Regions from separate parts of the Hordeum vulgare genome. Here region 2 is linked to region 1. The links are chromatin contacts, called in public Hi-C maps. All regions are on one chromosome and are shown on one strand. Each heading gives the region's core, a stretch centred on a gene start, on an enhancer-like site or on the middle of the called end of the contact. The rest is flanking DNA. Distances are from core to core; before and after follow the strand shown.

What was found. Hi-C and Micro-C count contacts between places; a contact is called where the count stands out from the background.
Region 2: a contact with region 1 is called in a Hi-C map of leaf, with 2.9 times the contacts expected there. The contact joins the promoter of LOC123425927 here to the enhancer-like site in region 1. A contact is called at or near these places in 3 of 6 Hi-C or Micro-C datasets (leaf and seedling).

The regions. Positions count from the first base shown.
Region 1 is chr2H:222,148,782-222,151,602 of MorexV3_pseudomolecules_assembly, forward strand. The region is part of intron 2 of LOC123425926 (glucan endo-1,3-beta-glucosidase 1-like); the gene reads right to left. Among protein-coding and RNA genes, the nearest start is that of LOC123425926, 5.0 kb to the right of the region's middle. Within about 2 kb of position 1,335, at least 3 of the 3 cell types and tissues checked have open chromatin away from gene starts, as enhancers often do. A contact at or near this core is called in leaf and seedling, where this site is marked.
Region 2 is chr2H:222,267,368-222,270,490 of MorexV3_pseudomolecules_assembly, forward strand. It overlaps LOC123425927 (methionine aminopeptidase 1B, chloroplastic-like), which reads right to left and starts at 1,466. Exons shown (of 11, transcript XR_006621953.1): 1 at 1,128-1,466; 2 at 896-986; 3 at 443-677; 4 at 176-337; 5 at 45-86.

The DNA of each region.
Region 1 (2,821 bases), core at 85-2,584:
CTATTATGAATTTCGAAAGGTCTGCCTAGATGGCATCCAGATCCAAAAAATCCCAGCATGAACTTCATATTTTCCCTTAGTTTTTCTCTAACATAATATTACTACTCCCTCCGATCCAAATTAATTGATGCTGCTATTAATTCGGATCGGATGGAGTAGTACATTTCATAGCGAAGAATCATTATCAAATTTGCTTTTGTTCAGGACAATGACCACTGTCCGAAGAGGTTCCTACTTGGTTGCAACTAGTGTGAGTTCAGTACTTTTTTTGTTTGCGGGGGTGAGTTCGATACTTCAGTTTCTCTACATTAACTCGATAAAAGTTCTTGTAAGATGGTAAGAGTGCCTCAGTTCCTAAGCAGGGCCTCTGTGTCAATACCGGTGAACCATGTTAAACAAGGCATCGTGGTAACGAAAATGTTATTGACCACAGTTCATCTGTTGATCATAGGACACGAAAGCAGTTAAACGGACACATCTACATAGAGGGTCAATTTAGTACTTGCATGTCATGAAACAAGAAGGTTGATGATGACGAGACTTTGTGTAGGTGTAATACTGTATCAAATATGGCAAGGTATGATATCCCCCCCCCCCCCCCCCCCCCCCGCGAAAAGGCAGAACTCCAAAGATTCCCGTTGCTACCCAACAATGCTGAAACCTCCAGCCAAGTAGGTTGCACATGAAAATGCAGTGCGTACCAATGCAGGAATATCTACACGTACGTAATCATATGTAACAAGAAAGATCTCAGATCTCAGCTTTAGCTTTTGAAGCATGCCACATGCCATAATGTATGCGAGACCTATACATTACAATTACCCTACTTTTCTCGTACTTTTTTTTAGGAGTAGCAATCTTTACCTGAAACAGTTCTGAGACATTACATTCTCAAGTATGCAAGTCATTGAACAGGAGGACGATTCAATGCAGCCATATTTGACACCACGAAAAACAAGCACGAAGATGCATGCAAAACCGTGATGATTATTATATTTTAATGAAAGGAGAACAAGTAAAACAGCAATCATTTCACCCACTGAGTTCAGATGACATTCTAAGGCCCTATTATCAAATTAAAAATTCCTTTTCTGAAAAAAATCAAATTTAAAATAATTTCAGAGGTAACAGAGTCAGGAAATGTTTTTTTTTTGTTTGCATAGAAATAAGCCTGGTAAGAAGAATGAGATGATAAAGCTGAGGAAAGTGATGGGAGTGAAGACTGAAGAGGTGCAAATGCAGTAGCCTGGCCTTGGCATGTGATGTGAACATATCGTTGCTCCTACTCACATGCGAGAAAGGGGATTCTTTTTTGCACCCTTGTGGCGCCCATTTTCTCTTTGTGAAATGGCGCTGTGGCTGAGGGTGCTCGTGCCCCCAGTCAGATCAAGACACTCTCGCAGACTTGGCAGAGTACTATCAAACAATCTACAGCCAGAACCAGCTCAGCTTCGCTTAAGTGGCCATGGACTCGTGTCATATTAAATAAGTCTGTGAAAGCTGGGACCTGGACGACGGATGAGTTAGCAGAATCGTGCATTGCCAAGCTTCAGAAGTGATGCTGCAAAATGAATGATCTAGTTTGTTCTGAACCAACCTTTTGGTAGCACTAATGAGTTGGCATCTAAAAGCTCAGAATTGGAAAGGTTATATCTGAACAATCCTCTCGAGCGGTCATACTCCATCAAGCCTCAGAGGTTGGCTTGCGATTTTCCGAACTCTGATAAAAGCTGGGCAATATAGGCTTAATCAGGCCCCGACCGGAGGACCTAAGTCATACCTTCCTTGACTTGACACGAAGTAACAATTCCTACCAGAGAGCACACTTGGTTGCTGCACTAGTCACACCCCTACCTAGAACTAGAAGGAAAAGCAACCCTTCACCTAACCACATCAATGGAATAAACACCAACTGCAACTTTCTTTGCCATGGAAATGCTATTTGCAAAGTGATCTCCAATCTCCAATGATAAGACAAACCGAACAACTTTCCGGAATGGTCTTCCATGAGTGCCATCTACTTTTGGGGCGCCACAATGGCGTCGCTCCTATATGAATGAAAAATGAAGCCGGAAGAATAACACTTGCACTGGCTAATTGCATTAGAGCAACTCCAACAGACCGATCCAAACATACAGCGATTTCGTCCGTTTTTTGTCCGTTTGGGTCGGCCGTCCGCCCGGCGTCCGTTTTGTTTTAGATATGGGTCGGCAGCGCGTATGTGCCGGCGTGGCCGGCTGGCCGCCCTATTTTGCATGATTTTTATAGTTTAAATGAAATAACATAATTTGGACCGATAATAGCATAGTTATTACAAGCTGAATAAAAATAAAAAATGTCTCACATAGTTCGCACATAGTTTTGCAAACGAATAAAAGAAGATAAATCTATTGGTTGCCAACATGAGCCCACATATGCTGAACCAAATCATTTTACAGTTGCATGTGAGTTTCCCAATCACGCATGTCTTGATGAAATTGGTTGAACTATTCAAACGTTGCCGCTCCTCCATGCTCAGGCACAACATTCTCACCCTGAAACTGAAACTCTTGATCGTTCAGACGTTCCGGACGCTCGTCTTTTACGATCATATTATGCATGACCGCACAAGCAGTCATCACCTCCCACAGTTTCTGTATGCTCCAGGTATTAACAGGATACCGAACGATGTCCCATCGAGATTGCAAAATACCAAAGGCACGCTCGACATCCTTCCTAGCACCCTCTTGCTCTTGGGCAAATCTTTTCCTCTTCTCTCCGACAGGGTTGGGTATTGTCTTGACAATAGTGGTCCACTGAGGATAGATACCGTCGCCCAGGT
Region 2 (3,123 bases), core at 216-2,715, 120 kb after region 1:
CATACCAACTAAGCATATGCATAATCTTAGGAGAGAGAACTTACATTTAGGAACACATTTACATCAATATTTATGATGTCTCCATTCTGCAGTAGAAACAACATTTTTCATCCTACAATACATAGGCATGACACAAAAATAAAGAAAGGAAGATGCAAATTCCATCCTACAGAACCTGCAGCTGTGTTGAATCAGGTAGTCCATGGCAGACACACTCATTTACTGATGTGCAGATACTTTTAGGAAATCCACCATAGCCAAGTGGAGAAGGATAAGCACCCGCCTCAACTATCATATGATGCACCGCCCTGTCGATTTCATTTGTAGTAACTGATGGCTGAAATGACGGTGGAATAATTACTGTTATGACGTGTACACTGCAGAGTCTTCAGATGATTTAGATACAAAAGGATTCTAGTTATGTATGAAAAAAAGAATATACCTTAACCAATGTTCCCGCAAAGTCCAGTACACGGGCAGCAAGTTTGCAAGCAGCTCTCATCCCAGTGATACCTTCTGCGTTGTGTATTTGGCGCACTGCGGGTAGTTCTTGCGGTATGTTTGCACCCACATAAGAAGGTCTTGGAATGTGTTCTGGTACAGGAAGTTGGGGATAGACCTTTCCACGCCTCAAAGGCGGCCTCTTCTTTAACTTCACTGAGCTTTCCTCTTGTGTCCTTCAAATGTGTAAGGGTGTTTACGGAGTCATCAAATAAGAACAGAAGGTTAGCTGTATACTGACTTAGAGCTCCAGAGCAAGGTACTCTAGATGTCACACTAAGTGTGAAATCTAAGGTCAAGACCAATGGCTACGGCTATTGCTAAATCCTGACGACATGATAAAAGAAGCGACAACAGAAGCTTAAGCACAGCGTAGTAGTAACGGAAATCGTACTTTTGTAGCTCCATCAGCTCTTCTTCAACCCCATCAACCCAAGTAAGTCCGCCAGCCACGACAAAGCAGCGCTTTGGCGTTATTGCTTTACCTACAGCAAGACAGCAAAAAAGAATCAGCTACGAATTCTACTGTAGTTTCAGCTCGGTTAATCCCAAAACGTTTTGAACAATAGACGGCTATTGGCAGTAGAACAAACCACCCAAGCAATTAAGCTGAGCAGGCTCCTTACCCAAACAAGAAGAGGGCGTCCGAGGATCTCTTCGATTGATGGTGCACTTTGAGACGAACGGGGGAGCCGACGGCAGGAGGAATGTGTGGGTTCCGGCCGGCCGGGGTGGTACAGGAACGCCGGAACACGACGCTCCAGGTGACATGGCCATGGGGATTCGCACGGCGTCGGTGGAGGTGTCGTGGTCGAGGACACGGAGCCGGGGCGGCCGTGTTCGAGGAAGAGGAGACCGGCGGGTACAAGGGAAGAGGAGTGCAGCAGAGAGAGGGGATGTGCGTTGAGGATGAGACGCCGCCGGCACCGGGAGGTTTCGGCTTTCGGCTATGCGTGTTTTTTTTTCCAGCGCCAGCAGAAGAGGAGAAAAAAAATACCACACTTGTTTAACCCAATAATTACAGGAGAAGAAAAAAAAACACTTAGTTTTTTTGGGGCAACGCGCCACCACGGGTGGGTTATTTCCAACGATCCACCACCTTCACAGCTGTTTGATTATCTTCATCCAGCCGATCCACATGTGGGGCTTCGGCCGGGCATCCAGTAATTTCTGAAACGACACTCGAGTTTCTGAAACAATCGCTTTGTTGCAGTTTTTTTTCACACGCACTTCGGCTGTGCACCCGATAATTTCTTAGACAACGCTCGAGTTTCTGAAATAATCGCTTTGTTGTAGTATTTTTCTTTGCGCGCGCTTCGGCTGGGCACTCGGTAATTCCTGAGACAACGCTCGAGTTTCTGAAACAATAGCTTTGTTACAAAAAAATCATTCCTCTTTCTGCAACAGTGGACGTATTGCAGAAACAATCGCTTTGTTGCAAAAAATAAATTTTCAACCCATTAATTCCTAAAACAAAGGTCGAGTTTCAGAAACAATCGCTTTGTTACAGAATTATTTTCCTTCCTCTTTCTGCAATAGTGCCCGTGTTTGCAGAAACAAATTTCTGAAACAATGAACGGGTTGCAGAAACTGTTGAAAGAGATAAGATGGAGAGAGATGAGGGATGGGGAAACGGTGAGTGCGATGCGTCGGTTCATAGAGCCACGTGACGGAAGAGCAAGGAGATGATATTTCTTGTTTTCATCCGACTGACGGAAATCTTTTCCCTTTTTTTGCCGGTGTAAAGAGTTTTATTTCCATATACTAGGGTTACAACCGAGAGGCAAAAGTTCCTCGATGCATGGTGATCCATGATATAGCCATACAACAATCACACTATCAGTCCGACTATACAATGTCAATCCATCTGCTATCATGTTTTGCTCCCGCTTAATCTTCTATGGAATAAACTCAGAATGTATCATAAGATGTTTAATCTCAGCTACAAATGTCCATATGCCGACCAGGACAGGTTGTCACCGGTTAGGGATGTTAATGCCTTCGAGGACTCTGATTGGACAATTATAGGGACATCACTATATTGAGCCGTTAGTGCCATACCCTGCATTAGTGCATGCAACTCAGCCTCTAGTGTGTCGTTGCAATTAAACAGGCAACGATACGCAGCAAAAATCACACTTCCATCATGTCTCCTTAATATCATGCCGGCTACCGCCGAGCCATCCACCGAAGAGAAGGCCCCATCAACAGATAGTGCAACCTGATTTGTCGGTGGTGGTGACCATGGTAGCGTGTTCGAAACCACTACATCACGAGTAGTCTGACCATCCTCCATTAGCTACATGCACGCTTCCTCGCGAGCGGGCGTCTCACGCATCGTTCGATCGCGCGAGATTAGGCATGCCTCGTCTGTCGCGACCAGGTGCCCATCAGATGTGTGTTCATGCGGTTTTTTTTTTGCTTCCGGCATCCGACTCAGTGCTTCCATCGTATTCTTCTCCTTCATCTCATTGTCGCGGCTACGCGGGCGATTGCCAGATCTGGAATCGTGGCGGAGACGGGGAAACCGGACACTACAAGGACGGCAAGGGAACGGGAGGTGCAGTCGACGACGAGCATCCTTGGCCACGGTGACGAGCGACACGACACGGGCATAGGTAT